Regions from separate parts of the Mus musculus genome. Here regions 1, 3, 4 and 5 are each linked to region 2. The links are chromatin contacts, called in public ChIA-PET and HiChIP or PLAC-seq maps. All regions are on one chromosome and are shown on one strand. The core of a region is the stretch at or near the end of the contact, and the rest is flanking DNA. Distances in the headings are between cores, read along the strand shown. Region 1 has its middle 32 kb from the start of Gm26761. Region 2 has its middle 10 kb from the start of Gm43837. Region 3 has its middle 52 kb from the start of Gm26761. Region 4 has its middle 18 kb from the start of Gm31889. Region 5 has its middle 14 kb from the start of Gm3716.

Region 1 (3,557 bases), core at 750-3,249, 300 kb before region 2:
ATATATATAATATATATATATATAATATAAAATAAATTAGGTGTGGCGATGTGTGCTCGTGGTTCTGTGCTGGAGAGGCAGGTCTCTGGGATTTGCTGACCAGTCAGCCTTGCCTCTTGTCAAGTGTCGTCCAAGTCAATGAGAGATCCTGTTTCAAAAAACACCGTGGGTGGCTTCTAAGGACTGGCACCATAGTGTTCACGTGCACATATATATGTGTGTGTGTGTAAATACATATATATATATACACACATACATGTGTACTTGCACACACATGCACACAAGACAAACCTATTTTATTCTTAATTTCAAAGTAATATTATATCAGTACATCCGCTTACATATAAAGCTAAAGTTGTCACTGATGGCTAACCCAATCTTGGGATGCTTACTGGTTTATATTTGCATACAAACACATCATGACATTGCATACATATTGTGTTACTTTTCAACCTATTAGTCATTGATCAATAAATAGCTTTCCTATTGGTTCGAGTCACGTGTTAGCCATTTTAACTCACAGCTATAACTTCATTCACTAAAACCTGCATTCCAACTATTGGTAATCTGTACCACTAAAGTGCCTGGGCGGCTTTCACCTGCTGCTCCATATTAACCCCGTATGGCAATGCATGGCTGTTGATGCTCAGGCTTCGCCCTGGGCATTGGCGTCAGACTCTTGGGGTGGAAGCCATACCCAAGCATCTATAATTTTAAAAGATGGCCAGACGAGAGCCTGCGTTTAATCCCTAGAACCCAGAGTCCATGTAAAGGTGGAAGGAAATAACTAAGTACACAGAGCACTATGGCATGTAATTCCTCATCATGTACACACACACACACACACACACACACACACACACACACACACAGAGTTATACTAAGTTTAAAAACGTTTTAAAAGGTAGCGGGTGGCTCAAATTCAGAGGCAAGTTTGGGAATCTAAGGCTTAGATGCCACCCGGGGAACCCATATCTTCAAGCCTGACTTCTGGCGGCCTCCTGGTCCAGTCCACAGCTAGAGAGAGGCCTTGGATATGTCTCACAGCCAGGCTCTTTGAGGCTGAACCTTTGTCCCCATAGATTGGGAGACTCTGTTCTTCACTTATAGCTGCTACTGACCAGAAGAGTGGAGAAAAAGCTTTTCAGTGCAATCACTGATATTTTGAAAGAGATAATCCTTTTCATTTCAACCACCAATATAACTTTAAGAAGAGCAACTGGACTGTATATGAAAGCTTTAAACTGTTGTAATTTTACTATTAAAAAATTTCTCATTCAAAGAGATTTATTTCCCTAAACTCTGGACCACCCACTGGTGCATAGCTGTATCCTGTAAATGGGTTGGTGAGAACACAGAAGTCATGAGTAGAATTCAGTGTGGGATGACAGGTGCTCTGTGTAGGGAAAAAAAGGCTAACACTTGATAGTGTGATGGGGGAGGGGAGAGAGTGTGAACAGCAAGAACAAAGCTCATTGTAGACAAATTCATGTCCAAATACTGGCTCCACCCCTGTGTTTACAGCCTAGTTATTTCATACTTTGAGATTCTTCATCTATAAAATTAGTAAACTATCACCCACATTGTATATGTGTTCTGATGTTGGGGTGTGTGTGTGTATGTGTGTTTGGATGTTAAGTGGAAACTAGAGGCTGACAACAGAATTTCTTCCTCAGTTGCCTTAGTTTCTGCCAATGGTCTTGAAGCTTACTATTTTAGCTAGATTAGCTGGCCAGTGAGTCCTTGGGGTCCTCCCATCTCTGCTCTCCCAGCTCTGGGAGGCTACAGATGTACAGCATCACATCTGGCTCTTATCTGGTTCTGCAGAATCCAAATGACTGCAAACATAAACCAAGCACCACTTCCATGATCAAGCTTTGTCCCTCCAGGAACTGCCCTCCTCGGCCTTGTGAGTCGATGGTTCATCTTCACCCTTCCTTAGGCAAGATGAGCTGGAACGTGGCAATGCACAGCTGTGTGTGATAACCCTTCCAGAACATTCTCAGATGCATTCCCCAAGTGTTACTCAATGGGCTGGGTTAAGGGTGGGGCAGATGCTGGCAGAGGGTCACAACAAATTAAAGTGTCTTGAGAAATATATGAAAGAGGCACTCAACTGACAAGATGGTAGGTTCCAGATGTCTTGGTCTTTCCCTCCCTTCCTTCCTTCCTTTGTTCCTCCCTCCTTCTTTCCCTCCCTCCCTCCCTCCCTCCCTCCCTCCCTCCCTCCCTCCCTCCCTCCCTCCCTTCCTTCCTTCTTTCCTTCCTTCCTACCTACTTTTTTTTTAAAGACAGTGTTTCTCTGAGTAGCACTGGCTGTCTTGTAGCTTGCTCCATGGACCAGGGTGGCCTCAAACTCAGAGATCTCTACCAGGTCTTTCTTCCTGAGTGCTGGAATTAAAGATATGCCACACCATGGTCTGCATCTTGGTCTTTTCTAGAGGGTTAAATGAAGTAATATCAAGACAGGCTGTGGCATGGGTTAGAGGCATACATTTCTCAGAAAACCAATTTCTGGAAAGATGGTGCTGTGTAGTTGCAGGAAACTTAGAAGGATATGTTTTTATTGTTTCTTGAAAGAAAAAAAAAGGAGGTTATATGAGTGGAAATTTTTGGAAAGGAGTCAGGGAAGGAGAAACAGATGCAGGGTCATGACCTACCAAATAAAACTGTTATTCCAGGAACTTCAGCAGGCAAAAGCCACTCTGCATGGAGAGCACTGTGGTCCGATAGAGCCTCAGCTTCATGTGCAGGGGACCTTTCTGCCCTAGTGTCCCTGCCTGAGATTACAGGCAGAGTCTTCATAGAGGTCAGTGAGTTAAGATGAGGTCACTGAGATGGCCCTAATTCCGTTTGACTGCTGTGCTCGGAAGAAAGTTTGGATGCAGACACTCACAGAGAAGGACCTTATGGGAAAGAGAGGCTGCCACCTGCAAGCAGAGGGGGACATGGGGAGAGGATGGCCCCTGCAAGCTGAGGACAGAAAACCAGGTCTGCTGATTCCTTCATCTTGGACTTGGAACCTTCAGAACTGTAAGGAAAAAAGCCAGCTTTCCTTGATTTAAGTCCCCTACCCCACACTACCACAGCCATGTGTGGCAACCCAAGGCAAAGTACTCTAGCAACTGAGAAGAGACCAGTGGTCTGGCTCCTGCCAGTGCTTCAGTGACTGTCTCTCCCTCGGCCATTCTTTCTCATTTGTCTGCCACAAGTTCCCCAAAGTGAAAGACTTTGAAGATCTATTTATTTACTTACTCTTAGGATTGAGTTAGTGATTGATAAACAGAAGTGAGTCTTCTACAGAAAGGTGGGTCCTAGTAAGCTGTGTGAGTCCTGTACGCCCCTGAGGCAGCCTTGGAGTGGGGCTCAGCGTCCCATAGTCTTCTTTGGGTGACAAGAACCATCTAGGCTTTACAGAGGATTGGAAGGGCAGGTAGTTCCAATAGGCATCAAACAGTAAATAACTTGATGGCCAACCCTTTCAAAGACTGGTCCGTGACTGTCTCCTCCAGCAGTGAATCCTGCTACACCCCCTACCCCCCAACCCTGGCATCATT
Region 2 (3,451 bases), core at 752-3,251:
AATACAGACAAGACTGTGTATATTTATGTGCATATATGTGGTGTGTGTGTGTGTGTGTGTGTGTGTGTGTGTGTGTGTGTAAGCATAAGAGTACCTGCAGATAGGTGGAGATCAAAAGTTAATGTCAGCTTTTGATACAGGGTTTCTCCCTGAAACTTACCAGTTTGGATAGAATGGCTGGCCAATGAACTGCAGAGATCCTTCTGTCTCTGCATCCTGAACACTGGGATTATAGGCATCTGTTATGTTTGGCTTAATTTTTTTTTAATGGTTTATGTGTAAGGTTTATGTGTATTGGCATTTTGCCTGAATGTAGATATGTGTGCCGTATCTGTGGGGGCCAGAAAAGTGCACTAGATCCCTGATACTGTGTGGAAATCAAACCCAGGTCTTCTGGAAGAACAGCTAGTGTTCTTAATTTCTGAGTTATCTCTCTAGCCCCCTTTCTTCTTTTTCTTTTCCTTCCTTCCTTCCTTCCTTCCTTCCTTCCTTCCTTCCTTCCTTCCTTCCTTCCTCCCTCCCTCCCTCCCTCCCTCCCCCCTCTCTTTCTTTCTTTCTTTCTTTCTTTCTTTCTTTCTTTCTTTCTTTCTTTCTTTCAAGACAAGATCTCTCCGTAGTCTGGGCTGTCCTGGAGCACTCTATGTAGACCAAAGTGACCTTGAACTCACAGAGATCTGCTTACCTCTGCCTCCTGAGTTCTGGGATTAGAGGTTGGCACCATTACACTCACCTAGCTCATTTTGTTTTTAACATGTGCTCTAGGGGACCAAATTCCTGTCCTCACACTTATACAGCAAGCAGGTTGCCAACAGAGCCATCTCCCCAGACCTGACGCAGGTGCAGTTGGAAACCCTCTCTGAGGATGTATCCTGTGAGCACAGATGGAATAAAAGGAGTAGCTTGTAGTTTATACTACCATGAAGATGACCATGAATCACACTCCTGTGAATAAATCTTTGTGTATGCTTCTGATGGGTTCTTTGAATCTATTTCTGGTGCGGAGTTAATGAGTCAGAAGAGCAAATGTTTTAAGGGTCTCGCTTGAAACAATGTGCTGAAGCCTCTCCTGTTATTGAGCCTTCTCTTTAGAGCTAAAAAGAAGCAATTATCAAAGACCTAGATTTCAAGGCATTTTAAGTATGTACTTAACCTTTTGTCATGTTAAAGATTTCAGGGGCATTTATACCAGTCTCTCTGAGCCTGGCTGTGGCCACGATCCTATGCAGTCCTTTCATCCTCTAGTTCCACACCCCTCCATGCCATTCTTTATGCTAGAGCTGGGTTAGGTCATGGAATTTTAGTGTGAGAAACGACCCAGATGATAACAAGTCCACCCCATTTGCTAGTTGGGAAAACTGAGACCCAGAGATACTCCTGAACTGCTCAAAGCCTCATGGTAAGTTCTTCCTGGTCTATAAAGGCTCACTCTCCTGGTTTCTGCTTCTGCAACAGAGTCAGTGGTAAGTGAAACATCCATGTGGTGTCTCATGGTGTACAAACGGCAGGCAGAAGTTTAGAGCCAATGTCACAGATACAGCTTGCCAGATTCACCTGTCCTGCAGGTGGCGGTGAACATTAATGTCACTAGATAGTAGATGTGGTCATAGGACAGTGATGGGTAATGTGACATTCAAATGTTAGTGATGACCACTGGTGACAGAGCAAGAGACGTCCCCACATCAGATATGGGTCCCCGTGGGAAAGGTCACTGGTAAGGCCACCATGGCCTTGGGACCTGTGGGCCTGAACAGAAGACCTCAATGGAAAGAGGCTGGTTTTTAGCCCATAAGAATCCCTGCAGCTGGGGAAGGAGTCACATAAGGCCACCCTGAGGCACAGAGACTCTTCAGCCCAAGTCAGGGGATAGACAGAGAAAGCTGCCCGGCTGGAGGCCTCTGACAGGGTCAGCTTTCATGGGCTGCCAGGTCTCTCCAGGGAGGCCAGCTGCCCAGCCCAAAAGGCTTGGGCCACCCTGACACGTGAGAGAAGACTCTTGTTCTGTCACCGCTCTCCTCGCTGGGCTGCGTTCCAGGCATGCAGGGGAATGGCGCCCAGCAAGGGGAGGAGGTGAGCTGAGAGAGGGGAGGAGGAGGAGCAAGCTTCCCAGGGCAGACTTCCAGGAGGAGGGAGTCAATGCCAAGAGAGAAAAGAGAAGATTTAAGGTTAACTCCGGTTCGGTGTTTAACTATTACTTTAGACTTGAAAAGCTAAAATCTGAAAGAAGGCTTTTTTTTTCCAATTCAAAGGCTTTTTTTTTTTTAATTGCCTCAACCCAACCCAGAAGTTGTAAGCCTGACTTAGTCATTGAGGGGGACAGCAGAGTTCTCCCTGTTGTAGATAACACTTAAAATGACATCAGGAGACTGTTATGTTTCTCATTGCTCTGATAGACTCCCTAACAAAAGAAACCTAAGAAGAAAAGTTCATTGGTAGGGAAGCATGCGATCTGTTGTGGCAGGAAAGGCAAGGCAGGAGACCGTGGTCAAGAAGCAGAGAGATGGAAGCTGGTGCTCAGCCTCCCCCACCCCACCCCACCTCACCCCCACTTTGCCTTTTCAGTCCAGGACCCTAAGAGATGGTGCTTCCCACATTTAGGGCTATTTTCTTCTCAGTTAGCCCTTTGGGGAACACAGTCACAGAGTGGCTCCTATGTAATTCTGAATCCGGCCAAGGTGAGAATGAAGATTACCATAACAGAGACCCACAAAACTCAGGTTTCTGCCCCTATTGCTTTCATGGGGGTAAATTTGTAATAGTTAAGTGATGATAGATAGATAGATAGATAGATAGATAGATAGATAGATAGATAGACAGACTGATGGAAGACAGATAGACATGCCTCCTGCCAACTGCCCCTGCCTCATGTTTTTCTGATGCTGCGGTTACACATGAGGTTGACTTGAGCTGCTTTCTGGCTGTCTTTTTTACACACAGTAGAGTTTCAAAACTAACCCTTTTCTGCGAACTGGTCTCTCACTCTACTTTCGTGCACTAAGCTACGAGCCAAAGTAATGTTTAGACTCCTCTTCCAAGTTTCAGCTGAATGTTGCATTTCTTAAAAGTTTTTTTTTCTTTTTCCTAAAATCTTTTCTTCTTTTAGAGCCCCAGCAACTTGCATGACCAAGGTCAGTGTCACTCGGAAGGCAAGCTTAACTCACAACTGCATCCACCAACTTGTGTCTGTAAGCCATAGAGCTCCATGTTCTCTCAAGCCCTCCAGGGCCTTCCCCAGTCGTCCACTCCTCAGTCATCCATTCGGTCGCTGTTGGGCAGCCTGCCCTTCCTTTACAATTATTCTTCAGAGTTCTGGAGTGCACATCAGGAAGCTGACTGACAGTCACTGCTCTCACCCCACCCAGGATCGTGCGGATGTAGAGTTACCTCAAGCAGGATGATCCTGGCCTTGTATTCAGGATACACCAGAACAGGAGTGCTGTGGCTTGAGTGTTCT
Region 3 (3,218 bases), core at 546-3,045, 380 kb before region 2:
TAGGGAAGATTAGAGATATTATAATTCAACTGAGGCTAATTAGACAAGCTCAGGTCATTGATCCATCTCTGTACCATGTGTATTATATGTGACATACTCAATATATGACTTTATGGTTTTGGTGTTTCCTACATAAATGATAAATTGACAGAAGTTAACACTACCATCATAGGTCCATCATAAGCTCCACTCTTTTTAAATATTTTCAAATGTATTTAATCTTAATTAATTAACTAATTAATTAATTAATGTGAGTCTATGTGAGTATATGGCTTGTATGTATAGGTACCCAAAAATGTTAGAAGTGTGGGTCAGGGGGTTGTGAGTCACCTGATGTGGGTCCTGGGGACAGAACTCAAGGTGTCATGTAAGCCATTTTTCTAACCTCTAAACTACTTTCTTTAGAGAAAAACAAATAAACAAACAAAACTACAGTTAAACAACTATGTGCTATGTTCTCCTATTCCAGTGTTATGTCCCCTAGGAGAGGGGATAGAACCTTGTTTGTTTCGGTATTAGTGTGGTTTGGTTGTTGTTTCAGCAGACATGGTCTTGCAATGTTGTCTACCTAGCCTCAGACTTTTGTTGTTTGTTTGTTTCTTTGTTTGTGTATTTGAGGTTTCTCTGGGTAGCCCTGGCTGTCCTGGAACTCACTCTGTAGACCAGGCTGGCCTCAAACTCACAGAGACCTGCCTGCCTCTGCCTCCCAAATGCTGGGATTAAAAGTGTTTGCCACCACTCCCTGGTATGGTCTCAGACTCTAATATGCAATCCTTCTGTCTCAGCCTCCTGAGTAGCTGGGGCTACAGGTGCTGGACCATGCGGTGGGTTGGCTTTGTTTTGCTTTTGCTTTGCTGAGCCTGAGCATCAGGCCCGGGTGCTCAGGCATGCCAGCTTTCTTTCTCAGTTTGTCATCTACTGTCATTCAGTGAGGAGTCATGAGTGGCATTAGTCAGGAGCCACAGGTCACACCCTCACCCGATCTCTTTCCCTGGTTTGTTTCTCTCAGATGATCTCCCTCTCTCTTCTATGTTTGCTTTTCAGGGACAATGAAAACCCCGAGAGCGGTCCTCAGGCTGAGGACAGTTTAAATGCATTGGAAACAGGGCAGTCACTCATCCTTCCAGCTTGATAAGACAAAAAGGTGACTGCTTGGGGGCAGGGTCTCTCCTTTCTCTCCCTACTTTAGGCAGGCTTTAGGATGAGTTGCCCCTGGCGTTCTTAGAGGTAGGTAGCGTCAGGGCACAGGTTTGGTTTCCTGGCCTCCTTTGGGGTGACTTTAAATATGATGTCTTGTTAGTTTTGTGGACCAGGCTTCCCCCTTTGGAGTGAGGGGAAGCTCATTTGGGTGCCTCTGCTTCTATGACAATGACACCAGGGTTTGGCACTCCTTGTCTCTGGCCGTTCTGTCCTGGACTAATGTCACTGTCTCTCGAGCTGTTGTCACCAAAGCCTGTGTGGTGACTTTGGTGCACTTTGAGCCAGGGCAGCGTGGAATAACTTCCTGAAGGATTGCTTCCTTCCCCCGGGGAAGGGTACAGCTGTGCCAGTACCCTGTATCATCCAAGTCTCATTTCCTTATTTATAAATCAGCCTCTGATTGCCTCTGAAATGCCTCCTGCTTGCATAGCCTGTGAGCTAAAGGAGGCTAAAGCACAGGTATGCTGGTGGATATCTGAATTCCCAATACTGGGGAGGGAGTCAGAGGCAAGGGAGATTGTTGTGAGTTCCAGGCTGGCCATGAACATGATTTGATCCTACCTCAAAACCACGAGTAAGAAGTTTCAAAACCATGTCCATGGGATGTTTAAAGTGCCGTGTGTATGACTACCACAGATCAGTCACTGTGCAAATGTACAAGTTATTGTGAGGACAGAAATTTTTGGACTGTGGCCAGGAGGCTTGCAAAAGATTAGATAGATCCCAGGAAAATGACACTTGCTCCCTTCGTGTTTGTGTGTGTGTGTGTGTGTGTGTGTGTGTGTGTGTGTGTGTGTGTGTGTGTGTGAGAGAGAGAGAGAGAGAGAGAGAGAGAGAGAGAGAGAGAGAGAGATCTTTGAAGTTGATGAAGGGCTAAGAATGCCTGGTACACTGGAAGCAATAAGCAGTGTGTGATGTCAAGATCAAGGGCTCTGATGGGCAGGGCCCTTCATTTACCTGTTTCTGGTACTTGATGCTGGTATATGGGTTTTTGATGAGAACTTCTTATTATCAGTAAGTCTTGTGACTTGGCATTACCTCAAGGACACCATCATATGCTGTATGTAATAACAGTGTATTGATGACATACTCTTGTTTCCCATAATAGATTTGGGCGTGTCTGATAAGGACTGACTCAGGATGGGCAGGTCTTTCTCTATTACCCAGATACTGAGACTGGCTTTGGTCTGCAGTTGCTATACAGGTTCATCGCACCTGCCGTCTCTCTGATTCTATTACATGTGGATTCTTGGCAGTGCCATCTCAGTTTAGGGCTTCTCAATCTGGCTTCTCTGGGTCTCTCTGGGTATTTGAGAAATCCTTGCAGATCCTTGCAGAATTAGATATATATGAGTGCATTTCCATAGGAGCAAGGCCAGCCAGAACAAAGGGATAAAAGGGATGCAGCTGGAAGTGGTAACATGTATATAATCACAGCACTGGGAAGACTGAGGCAGGAGGATGGTTCTGAGTTTGAGGTCAGCCTGAGTTACCATGTGCTCCAGGCATCTTGGGTTACAGAGTAAGATCTTATCTCAAAGTGAACAACAAAACAACAATGAATAAAAAACAAAACAAAATGGCAAGAACAATGCCACCGAAGGTGTCCCCAGCTAGGGAGGAATGGAAGGGACTTCATAAGATTAAAATATAAAGGTTTAACCTTAACACAGACATCCCCAGCACTGATAGAGCGATCACAGCACTTACACACACACACACACACACACACACACACACACACACACACACCCGCTCCTCCGGTAACTAGCAATGCAATGGTTTTCATGGTTTCAGAGCAGCTGTCTAGGACTGAGCCCAGGGTAGCTGAGGCCTAAGCATGCTTGATGAGTAACTGTGAAGACTCGGCACGTTCTTTGTCCTTAGAAAGGGGGACTGTTTTGGTTTTCCCCCTCAAGAAACGTACGCGTCATAGGACAGTTTCCAGGGAAAGAGAGAAACCGACTTTAACGGCAGCAATGTAAGAGTATCAAGTCAAAGTTTCAGGGTGCGACTTT
Region 4 (3,373 bases), core at 90-2,589, 490 kb before region 2:
AGGAGCTGAAGGGGTCTGCAACCCTATAGGTGGAACAACAATATGAACTAACTAGGACCCCTAGATCTCATGTCTCTAGCTGCATATGTATCAGAAGATAGTCTAGTCTGCCATCATTGGAAGAGAGGCTCCTTGGTCTTGCAAACTTTATATGCCCCAGTACAGGGGAACGCCAGGGCCAAGAAGTGGGAGTGAGTGGGTGTGTGTGGGGGGAGGGTATGGGGGACTTTTGGGATAGCACTGGAAAGGTAAATGAAGAAAATACCTAATAAAAATTAAAAAAAAAAAAAAAGACCTTCATCCTAGCTGCCTAGAAGCCAGTCTTCTTTCGGGATAGCATTTGAAATGTAAATGAAGTAAATACCTAATAAAAAAATTGGAAAAATAAATAAATAAAAGGGCCACCGGCTTAGGACAGGTCTGGAACAGGGAAGCTTCTGTAGAGACCAAGCCATTCACCCTCCCCAGGTATGGCTCAGACGTGTCCAAACTTCAAGCCCATGACCCACATGTACCCAGGATATGCGGGTCATATGTATGAATGCAGCCCAGCTCAAAATCTTAGTTACTTCAAGCATTCTAAGATCATTTACAATTAAAAAACAAAACAAAAAAAAAAATCAACTCTATTGTGTGGTTCTGGAGGCAGCGCAATCCCTGGGGTACTTGGCACCCCAGACTTTCTGGGGTTAGAGAAACACTGCAAGACCGTGTGAAGTTCCCATGTCAACTTTTTAGGGCTCCATGTTCACCCACACCCACAGCCATTGTCACCCAAAGGTTTTAAGCCCTATGTAAATGTTGATCACACAAATCTGTCTTCCCGGGCCTGACTGTCTGAGCGCTGTCTGGGGGTGCTCCAAGTTGCTACTTTGGATTCAAGCCAAAAAAGACCGAGTCGGTTGCATGAGAAAACAGATGGTCTACGACTGTAACAGCAACAAGGCTGGGAGTGAATCCCAGCTTTGAGGGCTTTCGTTTTGGGGATTTCTCTATCTGGAGAAGATATAAAATACAGAAAAGCACAGTTCTTGGTGCGTCCTGCAAGTGAGGTCTTACAGGGACCTCCAGTGTGGGATGGATGTTCCCGGAACAATAAGAGTGTGGAGAGTGACCCAGAGGCCTGGTGATGGGATTGAAGGTGGGCTAGCCTGGCTTTAGGGTCTTGTTGTAGGTGTAGGAGAAGCAGGTGTCGGACTTGAGGGACCTTCCAGACCTTGGCAAGATTGCGCAATGGTTTGAAGGAAACAAACTGGATGCCCCGCCAGTTCCCAGAACAGTCTGAGAAGCTCTGTGAGGACCTCGGACTCTTGTGGTTAGAGAGAGACTTCCGGACGAAGGCTTGGGCCTGGGAGTAGGAGTTTGAACTAGAGCTTGCTCCACCCCCACCCCACCCTGCTTCCAGGTATTACAGGGAGAACCAGAGGGCAAAGTCCAAACGGAGCTGAAGCATGAAGAAACGCTTTAGGAATCCACAGCCAGAAAGCATCCACTGTTTCAATTAGCTTCAGTTTGATTCGATCGGACAGCTATTCCTAAATGGGTACTGTGTGCCAAGTGCAGGGCTGGAATATAGCAACGAGGAGACAGACAGACCCTGCCACATGTTAGATTTCTAACTTACAGGGAGAGACAGACGAAAACACAAGTATGTTGCTATTTAGTTTTCAACAGTCCTGTGCGCCACGGGACAGCTGTGACATTGCCTCTAGGGACAGAGCTGCTTTGTGGCTCCCACCCCATCCGTGGATCTGCTGGCCCCAGAAGCAAAGTGGTAGCCAGTTAGCCACTGGCTCCTCAGCCCCTCCCTATACTTACTGCTTCCTCCAGCTCAGCGGTGATTTTGAAAGCTGGTTTTTTTTCTCTCTCTCTCAATCGAACCTGGTTTTTCCAGTTTCTCTTGGCAGAAACTCTGGTCTGCATCCTACACAGAAGTAGAAATCTCCTCTTTCACTTTCATGTATTTCTTTCTTGTTTGGTTGTGTGTGTGTTATTGTTATGTGTGTGTGGTGTATGTGTGTGTGTTGCTGCTATGTGTGTGTTGTTGTTGCTGCTGCTGTTGTTTTAAGACACAATTGCACATGAATGTAATATCTTTACACAAGATTTTAAAAGTACTTGGGACCACAAGAATCCTCCTTGCCCTTGCTTCCTTGAGTTCTCACTGCTGCGACTCTCTCCCAGGCCGTGTCATCCGTGACTGCCCTGTTCCTCTCTTGGAACTTTGGTAGCTAGGGAGAAAGGAGGCGGCTTAACCTGGTGGGTGAACTTGGCAGCAAGCTGAGGGCAAGCTCAGCTTAAACTTTCACTTTCTTGCTATCTGCAAGAAACACCAACCCTCCTCTGTGCATGCACCCCTCCCCCACGTGGCTAGCAGTAAGTGAAGGACTTCTTCAGCTTTCCCCACTGGTTACCTCTTTTAGCTGGAGAAAATTTTATGCAGCCCTGGATATACAAATATATAAAATAAGGATACAATCTAAACATGGACAGAAAATTAATCATAAAGAAATGTATTTTAAAGCAATTATTTGGTCTGTGTGTCATTTTGCCACTTGTTAAAGATGAGTGTAATCCTTTCCATCAGCAAGATGCATGCACTTACTTATTTTTACATAAATAATTAAATCTTGGCTGAATATTTGATGCTGCAAAACATAAACTATCTTTGACATTTTTTAAATCGGTTGATATTTTGATTTATAGCCATTAATGCCAAGAATTCCGCCCCCCCCCTTTGCATGCATATATACTATAAAAATGGAATACGTATGTTTAGGATCATCTTAGAAACTGTTGGAAACATCTTTCCTAACTCCGAGTCAAAATTCACTTAGTGATTTTTAAATAGAACCCAAGCCAGCGACTCAAATGACAATTTTAAAAATCAAATACTTTGGGCCAGTGAGACGGCTCAGTGTCTGACTGCCTGAGTAAGATTCTCTGGATTCACAAGGTAGAAGGAGAAAGCTGGTGCCTGCAAGTTGTTCTCTGACCCAGAATATGCTAGCGGCACATGCATACTCACCTACCACCACACATCCCATTCCTCCCCCATCCCAATGTGCGGTCCTGTTAGTCTATTCTAGACAGGGACTCACTGTGTAGCCCCCTGATGACCTGAAACTCACTAAGTAGGTATCTTAGTGTTTCTATTGCTGTAAAGTGATGACATGACCTTGGTAACTGTTACAAAGGAAAACAAGTCATTGGGGTTGGCCTACAGTTCAGAGATCTAGTCTATTATTGTCATGGTGGAGGGCATAGCAGTCCAAGGGGAATAGTTGAAAGTTCAGCATTTGGATTGACAGACAGCAGGAAGAGAGAGAGAGACAGAGAGACAGGGAGAGACAGAGACAGAGACAGAGACAGA
Region 5 (3,575 bases), core at 614-3,113, 260 kb before region 2:
TCAATCTTAACCACTCTTAGTCCCAGAAAAGGGAACTAAAAAGAATAGGGGTCTGCTAGGGTTCTGAGGGCACCTATCCCAAAGGCGCGCTTGCCCCAGTGATGTAAGTTTCTGATAGCGAGACTTCTCTCTCCCTGGCACTGGGAGTGTGTGCTAAATCCGGGCAAGGGTTAACCACTTCAGGAGATTAGATCAAGGTTGGGTTTAACTTTTACACAAGACGCTGGAGGGCATGTCTTAACTGTTGAGGTGCATTGTGAATTTAGAGTTTGGGTGTGGAAGCTCAGCCTCCTTGTTTTATAATCTACACAGGTGTGCAGGGGACTTCAAAGCCAGTGCCAGAAGGAGGTCGTTGGTGGTGGGGGGAGGGTTGGGGTGGGGATGGGGGCGTACAAGCAATAGCAATCCCACAGAGCAGCTGCTAATTCAGCTTTTGCCAGCCTGGCTTTGCCATTGATTTTGAAATCCCAGCATCTTTCTATAAGAGCCCTTCTCACTGAAGAAAATGGGGACTTTCCCATCCAACTGTGTGGTTTCAGATCTGAAAACCCTTCGCTAAAAGTGACTCTAGTAGAATGTTTGCCTAGGCAAATTCAGCAGGATATTAGGTTAGGTCACAGAGCCCACCACACTGGGTAATTCTGGGCCTGGCATGGCATCTTGTGGTAACACTAGCCATCAGCTGGAATTTCATAATGGAGAATATATGGAGCGTGTGGTCGGGTTAGCCTTGCTTCCATCCTGCAAACTCAATTACATTAGTGACTATGGCGTCCCCTTTTATGAGAGAGTGATGCTCTCTAATTGATCAATGTTCAGTAGGGCAAACACTTGGAGTTGTATTTTTTCCCCTCAATGTTATTGGGGTTGATAACTATTACCATACTGGGGGCAAACCCCTCCTTCCAAATGCTGCTGTGGAATTTTATTGAAAGCTGAGGGGGTGTTTATGCAGTTACCCTCTGGCTTCTTTTCCTCTTTAGTATTTTCAATGATTTGTGGCCCATGAATCACCGAAAATAAAGTTTTAAAACCCCCCAGAAACCAGTGGAAACACTTAGCACATTTCACACTAATTATACCCACCCCACTCCAGATCCCAAATGTTCATTGCTCTCAATTTGTCTACTTTTTTTCATTCGTTGACAATTTGGAAAGGTCCAGATTCAACTGCCTGTTCTGAGGGTAGGGTAACTGAAAGTCACTTCAGTAAAGGGAAGTCCTATTAGTTTTGGTTCAACCAGTCTCTCTCTTCCTCAGAAGATGGGAGCAATCCTTTCCACCCCCATTTTCATAGATTCACACATTGTTTAGATTCCTTAGATGTCTTCACTTTAAAGAAAGGTTATTTTAAATACTGGGACGTTTTTTCATGGAAAAATATATTTTAATATGATTTTTACAAATCAGAAAATGTAGAATGGTTAACGTAAACCCGGAGCCCTGGGGCACCCACCTTCAGACACTTTGTATCTTCCACGGCTTGCCACGAAGCTAATGACCTTCTTACTAGCAAACACCACACATAAAAATAAATAATAAAGACAGTACTTTGTGTAACCCAGGCTAGCCTCAAACTGTTTCTATAGCCGAGGATGACCTTACACTAATCTTCCTGCTTCTGCCTCTCAAATGCCAGCGTTACAGGCGTGTATCACCGTGTCTAGTTTATGTGGTATTAGGCACTGAACTGTGCTTCATGCATCCTAGGCAAGCGATTCATCAACGGAGCCCCAGTGTGGGTGTATCCTTGAGTCCTTCCTGAGGGCCCCCCTTTTTTTCTTTTTTTAGTTCCACACACTTCTGGTCATTTGTACTTGCACATTCTGGTATTGTTGCAGTGACTCAATCAATGATTAACAAAGGGGAACCCACTGGCCCTTTCCTGAGCAACTGATTTGAAGGCATTAGAATTCTTCAGGAAGGCTGTTACCTTTTCGTGGGAACCAACAAGAAGAGCCCCAGAAATCTGATTATTAGTGGGTACCAATCCTTCTCATCTTTCTCACCAGCCCCTTGTGCCAACAGCATTAGCTTTGGTTCTCTTTGGCCTGCAACTTTCTTTCTATAACAAACACACAGGATACAAAGTCAAAATGTGTTGGAAAGAAAAAAAAGGTCTGTTTCTGTCTTCCTCCGACATCCCACACACTGTTGACGGCTTTAGCACCACCAAAGTAGGCAGTGTCCTTCCTTATACCCACAGCCAGGACTAGCTATCACCACCAGCTCTTTGAACCTTAGCTAAGTCCAGGTGACATTTCTATCTGTGGGTCCACATCAGAGCAGAGGAGCCTGGGAACCTGGAAGCCGAGCACAGCAGGTGTAGGGGAGTGTGTGCGGGGGAGGGGTGGAGGTGGGTGGAGGAGGCTGGGCCTCTCCTGCTAGGCTGGGCACCTGTGTGGGCTGGTTCCTGGCTTGACCCAGTCACTGCAGGATACTGCCACAGCTGTTAGCTAGTTTACACAGCTCTGGAACATGCCGAAGGTTAGGATTTTTATAGAGGTTTGTGTGATGTTGATACACAATAGGTCCTTCTCTCTAAAGCCTAAAACACTGCAAATAGTGCACAAAACAGATCGCCTACTTTTCAGAGTCTGTGCTCCTAGTGTGACTCAGCAGAGGGATGGAGAGAGGGGGCTTGGGGTAGTTCAGCTGAATACTTTTAGTTAGTTTTGCCCAGTAAGTGTTCCACAGAGGTGTGCGGTAATGTGAGGTGGTGCAGGGACGGACGATCAAAATGTTAACATTGTGCCCGTTTCTTCCTTGTACAGTAAGATAAAGACAGGGTCAGCAATGTCTTAGATCTGGGATAGCATCCTCATAGATGTTTAGGACAAATTGATGCATTTTAAAAGATCTTCAATAGTAGAATAGTAGGGGGCTTTGGGGATAAAGCTCAATGAAAGAGCCGTTGCTACGCATCAGGCCTTTGGTGAGATCCCTACGACCACAGATAATGGGGTATGTGTGTGCTGGGGGTGGGGTAGGAGTGGGGGAGGGGTGGGGCGGTATCTAAAAGCAAGCCGAGCCGGGAGGTGGTGGTACAAGCAGTTAAGCCCAGCACTTGGGAGGAAGAGGCAAGCAGATCTCTGTGAGTTAGAGACCACTCTGACCTATAAAGCAAGTTCCAGCAAGAGCTGTTACACAGAAAAACCTTGTCCTGACAAACCAAACCAACCAAAAGCAAGCAAGCAACCACCACCAAAACAACAACAACAAAACCCCAACAAAACACCCTTTCCCCCCTCTGTGGAGATGCAGCCAGTGGAACATTGCTGACAGCATGTGAGAGGCCCTGGTTTGAATCTCAGGACTCCTCCCCCTCCAAAGAAAGAATAAAGGCAGAATAAAGGATATCCCTATGTCTAGTTGAGATGGAATAATAGGGATTAAGAAAATTATACAAAGCAACAGTGATGTGTTTATAAAAACGATAAAGAGATAAGGACTATGTCCTATAGGGGTGTGGTGAGGTATAGTCTCAGCGGGCCCACACTGAAGCATCCCTTCTTCTGAGGGCCCAGCCACACAACACACAATGGTATAGTATGGAAGAGAGTTTATTCAGAGCA

What was found. ChIA-PET counts read pairs in DNA pulled down with a chosen protein or histone mark. HiChIP or PLAC-seq counts read pairs in DNA pulled down with a chosen protein or histone mark.
Region 1: an HNF4G HiChIP or PLAC-seq map of pancreatic cancer cells shows a contact between it and region 2. The contact joins two enhancer-like sites. A contact is called at or near these places in 3 of 484 Hi-C or Micro-C datasets (B cells, bone marrow-derived macrophages and centroblasts) and 5 of 115 datasets of contacts at active chromatin or transcription factors (acute myeloid leukemia, fibro-adipogenic progenitors, large pre-B cells and 2 more).
Region 3: a contact with region 2 is called in a FOXA1 HiChIP or PLAC-seq map of pancreatic cancer cells. The contact joins two enhancer-like sites. A contact is called at or near these places in 1 of 15 datasets of contacts at CTCF or cohesin (the NIH/3T3 cell line) and 1 of 115 datasets of contacts at active chromatin or transcription factors (pancreatic cancer cells).
Region 4: an H3K27ac ChIA-PET map of liver shows a contact between it and region 2, with 16 times the contacts expected there. The contact joins two enhancer-like sites. A contact is called at or near these places in 1 of 39 promoter capture datasets (liver), 2 of 15 datasets of contacts at CTCF or cohesin (both in the NIH/3T3 cell line), 39 of 484 Hi-C or Micro-C datasets (the AML12 cell line, B cells, the C2C12 cell line and 21 more) and 19 of 115 datasets of contacts at active chromatin or transcription factors (CD8 T cells, the NIH/3T3 cell line, T-cell acute lymphoblastic leukemia and 13 more).
Region 5: a FOXA1 HiChIP or PLAC-seq map of pancreatic cancer cells shows a contact between it and region 2. The contact joins two enhancer-like sites. A contact is called at or near these places in 4 of 484 Hi-C or Micro-C datasets (DN3 thymocytes, bone marrow-derived DN3 thymocytes, epidermal suprabasal cells and 1 more), 3 of 115 datasets of contacts at active chromatin or transcription factors (embryonic stem cells, microglia and pancreatic cancer cells) and 1 of 9 other capture datasets (embryonic stem cells).

The regions. Positions count from the first base shown.
Region 1 is chr5:64,665,598-64,669,154 of GRCm38.p6, reverse strand. No RefSeq gene overlaps it. Among named protein-coding and RNA genes, the nearest start is that of Gm26761, 32 kb to the left of the region's middle. Within about 2 kb of position 1,999, at least 33 of the 459 cell types and tissues checked have an H3K27ac peak or open chromatin away from gene starts, as enhancers often do. A contact at or near this core is called in pancreatic cancer cells, where this site is marked.
Region 2 is chr5:64,366,186-64,369,636 of GRCm38.p6, reverse strand. No RefSeq gene overlaps it. Among named protein-coding and RNA genes, the nearest start is that of Gm43837, 10 kb to the left of the region's middle. Within about 2 kb of position 2,001, at least 85 of the 459 cell types and tissues checked have an H3K27ac peak or open chromatin away from gene starts, as enhancers often do. A contact at or near this core is called in liver, muscle stem cells, pancreatic cancer cells and 2 more, where this site is marked.
Region 3 is chr5:64,749,743-64,752,960 of GRCm38.p6, reverse strand. No RefSeq gene overlaps it. Among named protein-coding and RNA genes, the nearest start is that of Gm26761, 52 kb to the right of the region's middle. Within about 2 kb of position 1,795, at least 35 of the 459 cell types and tissues checked have an H3K27ac peak or open chromatin away from gene starts, as enhancers often do. A contact at or near this core is called in pancreatic cancer cells, where this site is marked.
Region 4 is chr5:64,859,992-64,863,364 of GRCm38.p6, reverse strand. No RefSeq gene overlaps it. Among named protein-coding and RNA genes, the nearest start is that of Gm31889, 18 kb to the left of the region's middle. Within about 2 kb of position 1,339, at least 182 of the 459 cell types and tissues checked have an H3K27ac peak or open chromatin away from gene starts, as enhancers often do. A contact at or near this core is called in liver, muscle stem cells, pancreatic cancer cells and 2 more, where this site is marked.
Region 5 is chr5:64,622,654-64,626,228 of GRCm38.p6, reverse strand. No RefSeq gene overlaps it. Among named protein-coding and RNA genes, the nearest start is that of Gm3716, 14 kb to the right of the region's middle. Within about 2 kb of position 1,863, at least 53 of the 459 cell types and tissues checked have an H3K27ac peak or open chromatin away from gene starts, as enhancers often do. A contact at or near this core is called in pancreatic cancer cells, where this site is marked.